2 separate regions of the Sus scrofa genome follow, and region 2 is linked to region 1. Evidence: chromatin contacts called from public promoter capture Hi-C data. All regions are on one chromosome and are shown on one strand. The core of a region is the stretch at or near the end of the contact, and the rest is flanking DNA. Distances in the headings are between cores, read along the strand shown.

Region 1 (6,888 bases), core at 4,025-6,524:
TCATTCATTTCTTGCCTTGGTATTCATGTGAGCATGAGCATTTCTGAATTCCTGAAGGTTATAAATTCATGTAGGGTTCTTGGTTAAATCAAGAGAAAAAAAAAATCATAGTTCTTTCGCTACATGCATGGATTAAAAAAATTAAAACCACAGCATATGATAGGCTTTTATCCCCGTTGGAAGCTGGAAAGCTCAGGGTGGGGAACTCAGACCTCGGCTCCTTGCCAGAGTGTCACACAACCTTGGGCATGTCTGAAACCCCACCCAAGATCCCGTGCCCTGCATCCCCCTTCCCTCTGTCACAAGAGGAGCAGAGGGTGCTCCTGCCTTACCTTGCTGGTCCAGAGCCCCTCTCCCCAGCTCCAGCAAGCGCCGCAGCTGCTCCGGGCAGTCCCGCTCCAGGTAGGCTCTGTTCTGCTTGGCCCGGATCTTACTGACTTCCCACTCCAGCTTGGTGGCCCAGGCCCTGGGCTCTGCCGCCCCCCAGTCCAGCGTCTCAGGGTGGAACTCCAGGTGGTCCTGCCCATCGTACCCATACTTCCAGAACCCTCTGGTGCTGTTGTCCGCTTGCACTTCACAGCCCAGGATCACCTGCAGGGTGTGGGACTCTGGCAACACTCCCAGCTTCGTTACTGAAACCAAAGGAGCAGGTCCTGTTTCCACTGTGATGGGACTGAATGACCTCAGGAAGCAAAGTCCAGCCCTCTTCCCTGCACCCCCCACCCCAAAGCTCTCAAGCTCCTGGCCCTCTGATGCCTCCCCCCAGAACAAGGAGACAAGGCGAGGCCCCACTCCACGTACTCTTGCTGTAGTTGTGGTTGTCCATGATGGTCCAGAAGTCCACGGTGAACATGTGATCCCACCCTTTCAGGCTCTGGCTTAGCTGCAGCCACAGTTGGTTGGAGGCCTTACCCGAGAGCCAGGGGGCGCGAGGCTCTGCACGGCGACTCTCGTGATTGTAGGACACAAACAGCTGGTCGTCCACGTAGCCCAAGGCCTCAAACAGGGGCAGCCCGAGATCTGGCTCCGAGGCGCCCATGAAGAGGAAGAGCAGGGAGTGTGGCCCTGGGGAGAGGGTGATAGGCCTTCTCTGTGGGTCAAGAGGGGCTGAGAGGCAGAGCCTCCACATGTCTTCTTCCTATTTTTTTTGCTTTTTAAGGCTGCACCTGCCACGTATGGAAGTTCTCAGGTTAGGGTAATTGGGGCTGTAGCCACTGGCCTGCACCAGAGCCACGCTGGAACTGAGCCACATCTGTGACCTACACTACAGCTCACAGCAACATCAGATCCTTAACCCACTGAGCATGGCGAGGGATGGAACCTGTGTCCTTATGGATGCTAGTCCAGTTCATAACCTGCTGAGCCATGATGGGAACTCTGTCTCCACATCTTCTGAATTAACTCATGCCAGCTGTGTCTGGTCCCACCCTGTGAAAGTGAGCGCTGGTGCCTGCCTCCCCTCCCCAGGGCTGGCCATCTGCTCTCTTCTCTGTCCATCCTGTGTGGATGCCCCCCCCCCCACTGCCCACCTCATCCCTGTAGCCCCCAGCCTCAGTCCCAGTGCTCACGTAATCTCCCCTGGAGGCAATGGATTCTAGAAAATCCCATCATGTGTCTCTCTAGGGCAGTTGAGCTCAGGAGTTGGTGCTCAGAGCTACTTAGATCCAAGTCCAAAGGAATTACTGTTGGTTTTTTTCCCTCTATTTTCATCTCTAAACCTTTTCCTTTGTATAGGCAGACCTCATTTTATTGCAGTTTGCAGATCATGTATATTTCACAAATTGAAGGTTTGTGGCAACCCTACCTCAAGCAAGTCTATTGCTATCATCTTTCCAACTGCCTTTGCTCACTTTGTGTCTCTGTGTCAGAGTTTGGTAATTCTTGCAAGATTTACAACTTTTCATTATTATTTTTTGGCCACTCTCATGGCATGCAGATGTTCCTGGGCTAGGGATTGAACCTGAGCTATAGAAGTGAAAACACAAAATCCTTAACCACCAGGCCACCAGGGAGCTCCTACCCAACTTTTTCATTATTATTAAATTTGTTATGGTGGTCTCTGATCACTGATCTCCGATGTTTCTATTATAAAAAGATTACAATTCTCTGAACGCTCAGATGATGGTTAGCAATTTTTAGCAATAAAGTATCTTTTACTTAAGATATGTCCATTGTTTTTGAAGTTCTCCTGTGGCACAGTGGGTTAAAGATCCCACATTGTCACTGCAGTAGCTCTGGTCACCGCTACGACACAAGTTCACAAGTTCAGTCCCTGGCCTGGAAACTTCCACATACAAAGCCAAAAAAAAAAAAAAAAAAAAAAAAAAAAAAAAGGTTATGTACTCTGTTTTCATCCACAATGCTACCTAAACTGTCTGGCATGTAGTAGGTGCTTAATATCTACTTGTTAGATGAATAAATGTTGACTTTTAGATTTTTGTCTCTGGCCCGAATTCTAGATTCACACACTCCAACTGCTTAACTGCCTATGTGATACCACCAGTTGGATAATCTCAAACTTACCAAGTTCAAACCCAGACTCTTGATTTCCCTCAGACTGCTTTTTATTCTGCCTTCACCATCTCAGCAATAGCATCATCTATCACCCCATTGCTTGGGCCGATAAAAATAAATACAGTAAAATAAAGTAATTAAATAATAGAATCACCTTCGACGTCTCTCCTTCTATCACGCGATCCTTTTAGATCCTTCAGCAACTTCCTTCAAAACGTATCCAGAATACAAGCATTTCTCACCACCACCTCTGCTCCCATCTGGCCCAGTCCATCATTTCCTGTCTGTCTGCTCACCCTGTTTTTATTGCTGCTCCCTTCACTCTACTTTCCCCAAAGCAGCCAGAGCAATCTTTTCAACAGCCATGCCAGCGATGTCACTCCCTGGTCAGAATGGCACTGCCGCCTGTGGGACCCCTGGGGACTTGCCTGAGGCTCCTGTGCTGAGCCCATCACCTGTTCTTGGCCTCCGCCCCTCCACCCCTAACTCCGCTGCACCTGTGCTCTTGCTCTTCTTCGTCTGGTGATTCTTAACCCGGATAGCTCATCTCCTGGGGGACATTTGACAATGTCTGGAGACATTTTTGGTTTTCATAACTGAAGAGTATACTCACATCCAGTGAGTAAAGGACAGGGACACTGCTCAAGGTCCTACAATGCACATGACAGTCCTCACAACAAAAAAATATCAGTGGTGCTGAAGTTTCACATCCTTGCCTGGTGCTCCTGTCCTGTCCTGGAAGCGCTGCTCCCAGTCAGCATCACCCTTATTTCCTCCAGATCCCTGCTCCGAAGCCAGCCAGGGAGAGTGGCCTGCCCCACCTGCCTGCTTCACAGGTCTTCAGGGCACCCACTGCTACCTGATGCTCTATATCCTTTTGTTCCTTTGTGTATTGTCATCCCCTCCTTGCAAGCAAAACATCAGAGGACTCAGCTTCCTGCTCACTCCCCTGGATCCAGAAGATCACAGCGCATGGGTGATGCTTCTTCTTTGCTGGTGACTAGTGAATATTTCTGTTCATCAAATTGTACAATTCAACCTCTAAGGTAGTGTGTCTTTTAAGAATCACAGTTATGAAGTGGCCTCAAAGGCCAGAGTGACATTGAACAAAGTTACCGGTAAGCAGGTCTTATCTCATCCTAGTCATCTATAAAGTGTGGACACACATACTGCCTACCCTCCAAATGTGGTGCTGAGGCTACACAGTGTGTAAAGCATCCGGAGCCTTGCCAGACAACAGAGCAAACTCTGCCAGCTAAGGTTACAACCAGTGCTAATACTTCATTAACATCAGAAAAAGAGCCTGCTTACAGAATTTTTGTTACCTGGGCAAAGGATTTAACTTGAGGTCATTAGTGGTAAAATCAACACGTTAATAGCGCCAATCTCCCAAATGCAAAGTCAAGTCAAACAAGATCACTGACATGAAGGTGATTTAAAACTGAGGCATTCCCTACATGTTAATTGCCATCACTTTGGCATCTTTTAGTAAAGGCTGCCTAATTATCCAATACTGTTAACAGTGCAACTCAACAACCCCTTGGATGAAAAGGGGAACTGTTAGATTCAGTTCAAAAAGTTCAAAAATAACCGAGATGTCATTTTTCCAGGCAAACGAAGAATCAATCGCCAAGATTAAGGCTCTGGGCAATCTCCCTCCATAGCCTCCTACCTACCCCGCGGTGGCCTCCGCCCCTGGTCTCAGCAGAAGGGGTGGGGTCGGGGTAGGATTCAGATCCCCCCACAAGCCGCCACACACCCCCACTTGCCAGCACCAGTGTTTCTGAAGTGGAAAACCGGCTGTTTCTGCCGTGCGTCCTGTCAGCGCAAAGTCTCCAGCCCTTTGAGCCCGCCCGGGTGTGGAAACACCAAGGGGCGCTCGGGCCAAGGTCGCCCTGGGTGAGAAGAACTTCCTGTTTGGGGATGATCAGAAGGGAAACGACACAACCAACTACAGATACAAGAAAACCGAGACCCGACTCCAAGGACCCCTAATCTTAGCTCGGCCTCCAGCAGAAAAGATTTGCATCTAAAAGCGTCAAGGTCGGGGGAGGGAGTGGGTGGTTCCGAGTGTCACTTCTTAGAGCAGGGACTGCGGGCGGGCCGAGGGTGTGGGGGGAGGCGAGATGCGGGGGGCGAGGGGCCGGCCGGGAACCGCATCTGCACCCCCAGTGGCCGGTGTCCCCTCCGGGGAAAGTTGGGGGAGGGGCCTGCGCACCCGGCTGAGCAGTCGCTCCGAATTCAGCAAATTCCAAAGCCCCAAGAAAAGCTACTTTCGATTTTTCCGCGCCCCTCTCTGGCCCGCAGCCCCCGGACTCACGCGGCGCTCGCTCCTGCGTGGCCACGGTCCGCAGGAGGATCAGGAGCAGAAGCGCCGGCCGGGCTTGTGGGCCCATTTCCCGGCTCGGACCGCGCTTCCAGGTGCTTTTCGGCCGCTTGGCTGGGGCGGGGAAACCGAGGTGGCTCAAGAAGTCACCCTGGAGCCATTGCCAAGGCTGCGGGGATCCCAGATGAAACTTCCTGGGCAGTGAGATCCTTTTCCGGGGCCAGTGGGGAAAAGAAACGGATCGCCTGTACTTGAACTCTCTCTCCTGCAGCTCAGAGTACCTGCTTAGGAAACACTTGTGACCCAACTGTCCCTTTGGTTTTTATTTTTTTAGGCTGCGCCCACGGCATATAGGAATTCCCAGGACAGGGCTCGAACCTACTGCAGGTCAGTATCCAAGCCACTTCACTGCAGTGACAACTGTGGATCCTTAACCCACTGTGCACAAGAGAACTCCTCTCCCTCTACTTTTTATTTTTTATTTATTTTTTATTTATTTATTTTTGTCTTTTCTAGGGCCGCTCCGGCGGCACACGGAGGTTCCCAGGCTAGGGGTCCAATCAGAGCCGCAGCTGCCGGCCTGCGCCAGCCCACAGCAAAGCGGGATCCGAGCCCTGTCTGCGACCCACACCACAGCTTAAGGCAATGCGGGATCCCCAACCCACTGAGCAAGGCCAGGGATCAAACCTGCAACCCCATGGTTCCTAGTCGGACTCGTTAACCACTGAGCCACGACGGGAACTCCTTTAAATGCAGAGATGTTGCTGATTGGGGGAGGTATATTTAATGATTTCCTGATTTAAATATTTAATATCTAAATATTGAATAACTTGAAAATTCATTATGCATTTTCAAAAAGTCTAGGTTCACCTTGCCAATCTTGTTATTCAATTTAGATATATCTATGCATATGCGTATGTCTATATCTATATGTGTGTCTATATCTACACAAAGCCTTTCTCTTCCCTGGAAGAGCTCTTTCCCCTTTCTCCTTTTTGTCATTCCTTTAAACTCTTCCTAAGCAGTGAGCATAGTGACCTTGCTCTTTCATGTTGAACGCTATTGCCTGGTATAAATACTCACTCAATAAATTTGTGTGGATAGAATAAATGAGTGACAAAGTGTTCGAGATTAGATTGTGAAGCCAACTGCAACCCACTTAGAAAGACTTCCTGGCTCTCTATGTTACCAGGAAACCTGGTACACACTTTTTAGGCACTACCTTCAGCAACAAAAGGGAAATAAAAGACATTCTCAGAAATAAAAGGGAAATAAAAAAATGTAGATAGAGAAGGAAAACAACAAGATTTTTTTCGCTAGCAGACTAAAGAAAGTTCTTGAAACAGAAAAGAAAGGAAGAATGAACAATGAAATGACCAGAAATTTGGATAAACACCATAGATTATCTTTCTCATGAGTTCTCTAAATTGTATTTGATGATGGAAATAAAAATTAAACATCATTTGATGTTCAAGACAAAATAGGAGAGATAAAGTGTTCTAGATGGAAATGGACTATCCATGATTCACTCAAGGGGATAAAACCTAGATCTTAGTAGAATATGACACGTCAAATACATTGTAAGACCCAGGGTAACCACTGAGAAAATCATACAAAGCAATTTACTCAAATATAGAATACATAAATCAAGATGGAATTATCTAAAAAAAAAAAAGGTTCAAGTAATTCATAGAAAAGAAAATAAAACAGAGAAACAAAGTAAAACAAAAGAGAAGACAAAAAACAAATACTTAAATGGTAGAAAAAGCCTAACATGTCAAAAATGTAAATGATCTCAATAGCTAAATTAAAAGCAGAGACTGGAAGAGTGGATTAAAAATCCTAGAATCTGAATTTTTTTTCTATCTTCTAACCAAATCTGCATTTGCAATCTTAGGAAATGTCTCTGCCATTTACTTCAGGGCTGAGGCCAAACTATCTTAAGGTACTGTTGGTATCTCTTCTACAAGAATGTAAGTTCTGTGCAAGCTTTTGTCGGATTCATAGGCATAGTTATTGCTATGGATTGAATTGTGCCCTCTTAAAAA
Region 2 (7,015 bases), core at 1,834-4,333, 870 kb before region 1:
AGGGCAGCAGAGAATGTTAATGCTTTGAACTGCAAAAAAGAATTTAGGCACTATTGAAAGATTCAGGGAAGTGGGGAAGTGAAGGACTTTTGATCATGCCTTGAAAGATTCCATTTCCTAATATTCCTAGCTAGCCCATGCTAGTATACAATCTTCTCTTAAATACTGAGTTCTCCGCCTTCTATGGCAGGATTTTTAATCGTTGACTCAAAGCACCGTTAGAAAATTGTTCTCCCAGCCTAGCGAGTCCTGGCCTACCTCCCTTCCAGCGTCTCCTGATGAAACACTGGAAGAACGCGCTTTCCCAAGTTGCCGAGTTCCTTGTTCAACATTTTACCCTTAAGGAACTTACTTCCCTGATCTTTGTTCCCGTTGCACTTTGCATTATATCGTTTCAATTCACCTAGAATCTCCATAGACAGGGCTAATGTCACAGTACCAATTCGGTAGTGGATGGGAACCAGACACAGAACACGGAACCGTTCATTTTCACCCTTATGACTCTTGGCTCCAGAGCCTGGTGCATTCCATTCCCTCAGTAGAAGCAAGGTAAGATTTTACTTTCTAAAGAATCTCTTCAAAACTCACAACCCCGATAGTAGACAATCTAGCCAATCACAGCCCATGGCGGGCTTTTCAAACAGTGCTGCTGCCCAATCAGAGACGGGGGGACGTTACTTTCCTTGAAAAGTGTAAACAAACGCGAAATTTTGGCTTTTGTAAGAGGACAAAACAGAATATCTTTTTCAAAGGGCGTCGAAGAACCCATTCCAAATTTGCATGACACTGAGCCCAAATGCTTAGCCAAGACAGCTTCAGAGGAGGGCCCTTTAAATTTTTACCCAGTTTTCCGCTCCCAAACCGGCCCCTTACTCTTGCAAGAGAAACTATAGGCAAATGCACCAGCACCACCTGTTTCTCTGAAAGGGTAGGTGGCTCTGAAAAGAGCCTTTGGGTCGGCCATGGGTGGCTCACTTGGCACTGGTGTACTTGCTGACAGGCTTGGCGCCCTCAGACACAGCATGTTTGGCCATCTCCCCGGGAAGCAGCTGGCGCACGTCCATCTAGATGCCCGAGAACGTAATGGTCGAGCGATTTTTGTAATGCGCCAGGCGCGATGCCTCGCCCGTGATGCGCTCGACGATGTCGTTAACGAAAGAGTTCATGATGCCCACGGCCTGTGTCCGGGTAGACCTGCTTCAGCACCTTGTACACGTACACTGAGTAGCTCTCCTTGCGGCTGCGCCTGCGCTTCTTGCCGTCCTTCTTCTGCGCCTGGTCACCGCCTTCTTGGAGCCCTTCTTGGAGCTGGGGCAGATTTAGCTGGCTCAGGCATGGTAAAGAAAAAACCCTTGAGAAACAATAAATGAGGACAAGGACGGTCGAATCCTTTTTACCTACAAATCCGCAGGCAAACGCGATGCAGTAAAGTTCTAGGTCTGATTGGCCAAAACTAGTGATGACGTTATGTGAATATTGTCCAATAAGAACACTCATTATTAGGAAGCGCTTTTTTTTTTCTTGTTTAAAAATGGGATTGCAATCTTAGCCAATGGAAATGCGGATTTTTCGCTCCCAGTTGCAGCTATAAATTGTGAGTTTCTCTTCTTGCTCCTTAGTTACTACTGGTGTAGATTCTGGTTGCTACATCATGTCCGGACGTGGGAAACAAGGAGGTAAAGCTCGCGCCAAGGCCAAGACCCGCTCCTCGCGAGCCGGGCTCCAGTTCCCGGTGGGCCGAGTGCACCGCCTGCTCCGCAAGGGCAACTATGCCGAGCGGGTTGGAGCTGGGGCGCCGGTGTACTTGGCGGCGGTGCTGGAGTACCTGACGGCCGAGATCCTGGAGCTGGCGGGCAACGCGGCTCGCGATAACAAGAAGACGCGCATCATCCCGCGCCACTTGCAGCTGGCCATCCGCAACGACGAGGAGCTCAACAAGCTGCTGGGCAAAGTCACCATCGCTCAGGGCGGCGTCCTGCCCAACATCCAGGCGGTGCTGCTGCCCAAGAAGACCGAGAGCCACCACAAGGCCAAGGGCAAATAAGGCCTTAATTCATACTTCAACCTCAAAGAACAAAGGCTCTTTTCAGAGCCGCCCACCATTTCTGTGGAAGAACTGAGCACTTTTGTAAAACCTGCCACGAATACCTGGTTAAGTTTACAATATGTAAAAAACGTAGTTTTCCTTTGGAACTGACCAGGCACGTGTTGACTTTTAAGGTAGAGGCCTGTTTGAAGTTTACTCAATTGCAAACCCATGAACTCACCCGCCTTTATTGTCTCCCCGGGACGCATTTGGGGTGATTACTTGCTCCAGCAAATGTACTAAACCATTTTTAAAATTTGTCTCACTGGAACCCAGTGGTCCATTGGCCAACTAAAACTCCACACTCAAAAGCTCTTTTCGAAAGAGCATTTATAGGAAAACACCTAATCACTAGTCAGTGTAAACCTCTCTTCCCTCAGGCCTGCTGATAAGTACACAATTTACATGTTAAAGTCCAATCAGCCGTTTAATTGCATCACAACCCATTAATGAGTTGAGATAATCACTAGTATTTAGTCAAGCCCACATCAAGTATCCTCCCTTCCCTACACAACGCTGTAGCCCAGTTCTGTGTTCAGGTGCGAGAGTGTATATTGACTTTACTTTGAATTATTTGGTACATTCATTAAAAACAGATTTTGATGTAGTGAAATGGAACTACTTTTTAGAGAAAATGATGAATACATTATTCTGCTCTAATTTTCTCCCATATCAATCTGTAAGGGGGGGGTCTCCACTGAAAATGCATTTCTTTTATAAAAATTTAGGCGCTGACCGCCACAAATTGTGGATCAAATTCCCTTTCTCCTCTGGTGAAATCTTAACGTTTGGGTCGAAAACCGTAAACTCAGACAGGAGAGTACAGCTATAATTCCTTACTGTAAAAATAGAAAGTTAAAAACATTACGGAAAGTAAAACCTTTTTAGAGGCAGTAAGAACCAAACGAAGATTGGACCAAAAACCAATCAGGTTACTCCTGCAACAGTTCTGACCAATCAGGATTGGATCATGACTATAAAGTCTGGTCCTGGCATCAGTTCTCCATTGCTTCTTTCGCGGCGTCAGATCTCTCTCTATGGCTCGTACCAAGCAGACCGCTCGCAAGTCCACCGGCGGCAAGGCGCCGCGCAAGCAGCTGGCCACCAAGGCGGCCCGCAAGAGCGCGCCCGCCACCGGCGGCGTGAAGAAGCCGCACCGCTACCGGCCCGGCACGGTGGCCCTGCGCGAGATCCGGCGCTACCAGAAGTCCACGGAGCTGCTGATCCGCAAGCTGCCGTTCCAGCGGCTGGTGCGCGAGATCGCGCAGGACTTCAAGACGGACCTGCGCTTCCAGAGCTCGGCCGTGATGGCGCTGCAGGAGGCGTGCGAGGCCTACCTGGTGGGGCTCTTCGAGGACACCAACCTGTGCGCCATCCACGCCAAGCGCGTCACCATCATGCCCAAGGACATCCAGCTGGCTCGCCGCATCCGCGGGGAGAGGGCGTAAAGTTGTCCTTCCTAATTTGCCTTGGACGTATTCGCTTTCTCCCTCCCAAAAGGCTCTTTTAAGAGCCACTTTCTGTTCTCACTGAGAGTGGCTGTTACGCTTGCTTCGGTCTTTAGTAAATGGGGGATGGGGTGAGGAAAGGTTTCTAACGCGAGATTCGCCGTTTTTTGTCACTCAAACTAGGCTAAGTATTTGCCAAGGCAATATAATACCATGATTCCTTTACTATTCAAAGATAAAATTTAAAAGTCTTGAAAATTTAAAGGCAACAGTGTTTGCTTGTACCCTGAAAAATCGAGCTAAGGATTTCACAAAGTGTTGCTAAGTTTGGCCTCTCTTCACCGGTGCCAAGTAGAAAGGCGGAGAAAGTTTTGGGTGAAGAAGAAATAGCTTTTAAGATTTTACCAGGCAAAGAAGGCCACAGCAAGCTATTGCCCTAAAGACTGCCCTCCCTTGGGGAAGAATTGCTGAGGGTTTTATAGACTCTAAGGAGAAAAACAGGGTTTCAGAAAGGAATCAGGATTGGGGCAAACAGGTGTACTTTCTTTGGGGGAATCTTTGTGACCATAACAGAACCTGGCATCAGGAGATCTTGACAAGATCCTGGTGCAATACTTGCAAAAAGGGCATATATTAATCAGGGATTAAAGCAAATTAGGAAAGTTCCTGAAATACATCACGTGCTAATAATCTTCAGCCACAGGCAATTGTGCTCAGGGTACCTAATCTTTGCTTACAGGTGATTGTATTTAGGGTGCAATACAATGAGGGAGAAGCACAAGGAAGGGCTCCAAGCTGTTCAGTTTTAAAGTCTTCATTTCTAAAAGAAGTATAAGGAATATAATTTTCTCTTAGGTGTATAAGATGCCTCCAGCGTTATGTGTATCCCTTGAGAGGGAACCAGGACTCCACCAAGGCTGTGCTGTTGTTGCTTGACTGGCTCCCTTGTCTTTGCATCCCGTTTCTTCCCTGATCAGCAATGGTCTGAACCTGCCCCCTTGGAATTAAAGGAAGGCCAGGGAGGCTGAATGAGGCCCATTTCCTAAAAACAAGAAATGGGGGACATGGAAAAGCTTTTGTGCCCAGGAGCCCCAAAGCGCTCCATTACAAAAGGAATCAGTCAACAGAAAAGGAACTAGGCCAACTAGGTAAACTGGGATTCAGAGCATAGATTATTAAGTCTCTCCCCTATTTAGGATGTAGAAAGTCAGGGAGCTGAGTTCTTGTTCACTTTTGTTCTCCAATGTATCTTCCAGCACATGGAAAAATAGGCACCATTCATGTTTTAATCAGTTATTGATTTGAACTGTCCATTATCCCAGGAGGGACAGAGCACATCTAGGTTAATTAAGGCAATGATGTTTTGCCTAGAATCCTAAGATACTGGGAAGACCTCAAATGTACTGACACTCATTTTCTTTTATACAACTCTGAAAATCAATGCCAGATCTGGCTGAAGGTGTAACTGTTTACCAAGAAAACAAAACAGGGTGTTCAGACAACATTTTTGTTCTCACGAGAATTGCATTTCTCACTGTTTAACAGCAGCACCTGGTAACCTTACAAGATAAAGCTCTTTGAACTATTTAATCTCCTTCACACCTGTTCCATGATTTGATACTATAAAATTAAAAAATTACGCCTCTGGTTTTAATTTGTCAGCTTTCAGGAGCCTCGTGATGCAGACATGCACAAGAAGCAATCCACAGGCACCATGCATGCCATCAACATCTGACTTTCCAGAGGTAGAAGCCACAGTGGGCTCACTTGGGGCAGAAATACCCTCCACACACACCCCACTGGTGGACTTCCCTGTCTTATTGTCACTTACATGACAACACACTCCCAATTATGAAATCCTAACTCCAGGAGAGTATTCTTCCAACTCCGCATAAACTGGTTTTATTTATTTATTTATTTAGCCATACCCCCAGCATGTGGAATTCCCAGGCCAGGGATCATACCTATGCCACAGCTAACCAGAGCCACCGCAATAGCAAGGCTGGCTCCTTAACCCTCTGAGCCACCAGGGAACTCCTTGTGTGAACCTGTTTTAAAAGTTAAATTTTGCCCCCTTTCTCTCACCATATATATAAGGCCAAAGATTTTTGTTCTGTTCACTGTTGCATCTCTAGAATACAAAAAAAGCCCGACTCAGGCACTTATTAAATTCTAGTTGAATCAATGTATTGTTAATCTGCTATCTTTTATTTGGCTATTATTAAATTTGCTGTCTTTTAAACACAAGATAGCCTCAGGTAGTGGTAGTCACAGAGTGCTTCCCACCTCCTGCATTACACATTTCATCCCAGATTCTTTTTGAATTTATTTATTTATTTATTTATTTATTTATTTATTTATTTAGTCTTTTTACAGCCTCAGCTGCAGCACATGGAAGTCCTGGGCTAGGGGTTGAATTAAAGCTTCAGCTGCCCACCTAAGCCTACATCACAGCAAGGATCTGAGCCACATCTGCGGCCTATACCACAGCTTGCTGCAACACTGGATCCTTAACCCAGTGAGCGAGGCAGGGATTGATCCCAATCCTCATGGATACTAGTCAGATTCTTAACCCACTGTGCCACAACAAGAACTCCTCTTTTTGAATTCTATGGTGAGTGGATACAATACTGATGACAACAATTATATAAAGCTCTACATTTACCAAAGTATTGTCACATATCTTTTCATATGTGAAGTTGATAATGGCTCCCTGGGTTTAGACAAGGCATATATTAATACCTAACTAGCTCTAGAGGTCTGTATTTTCCAAAGATCGCCAAGTACTGGGGAGACAAAGACTGTGGATCTCAGCTTGGAACTCTTTCAAAAAACCCTCAAAGGGAAAGAGGAGATCTGGATAAGCTTCCAATGGCTGCAGAAAAATAAAGAAGGAGGAGTGATTTAAAAATAATAATAAAAAGCTGGGCAGAAAGGCCTGTTTTCCTTTAAGTGGAAAGGCAGAAATTAGATTCTTCTAATGTTTTCCAACTCCTCAGTAAGGACATCTGCTGGGATGTGAGAGTTTTTTCTGAGACCTGAACTTCAGATCCCAGAAGTGTGCTATGGATCAGTGATGACATGTTCTGTTTGAAGCCTAAGTTTGATCACAGGAAAAGTAGTTGTAGGAATTGTCCAAAAGTTATTTGATAATCTTCCCTTCAAAAAATGGAACCTAATTCCTCTTACCTTGAGTGTACGCTGGATTTAGAGACTGGTGTATAGTGAACAGAATAAGGCAAATGGAATAAAGTCAAAGTGACAGCAAGCTACTTTGGGGTACTAGGTAAAAGGTGCTGTGCTTCCTGCTTGCTCTCTCTCGGGTCACGTGCTGGGGATGGACTGGGGGAACCCCAGCCCTCATGTTGGGAAAATACTCAGACAACCCTGTGGAGATACCTGTACCATAAGAAGCTGATGCCTTCTCCAACCCACTGAGAGCAACTACCAAGAGCCATGTGAATGAGAATTTGCAGCCCCA

The links. Promoter capture Hi-C pulls out the DNA fragments that hold promoters and counts their contacts.
Region 2: a promoter capture Hi-C map of fetal skeletal muscle shows a contact between it and region 1, with 5 times the contacts expected there. The contact joins the promoter of LOC110261664 here to the promoter of HFE in region 1. A contact is called at or near these places in 1 of 5 promoter capture datasets (fetal skeletal muscle), 1 of 47 Hi-C or Micro-C datasets (embryonic fibroblasts) and 1 of 2 datasets of contacts at active chromatin or transcription factors (skeletal muscle).

The regions. Positions count from the first base shown.
Region 1 is chr7:20,756,990-20,763,877 of Sscrofa11.1, reverse strand. HFE (hereditary hemochromatosis protein) reads right to left here and starts at 5,274. Exons shown (of 5, transcript XM_021098424.1): 1 at 4,835-5,274; 2 at 802-1,065; 3 at 333-632. The coding sequence starts at 4,910.
Region 2 is chr7:21,628,535-21,635,549 of Sscrofa11.1, reverse strand. It overlaps LOC110261664 (histone H3.1), which reads left to right and starts at 3,083. Exons shown (of 1, transcript XM_021099837.1): 1 at 3,083-3,589. The coding sequence starts at 3,124. The coding sequence ends at 3,534. It overlaps LOC100622387 (histone H2A type 1), which reads left to right and starts at 1,611. Exons shown (of 1, transcript XM_003356570.4): 1 at 1,611-2,683. The coding sequence starts at 1,652. The coding sequence ends at 2,044. It also overlaps the pseudogene LOC100513549.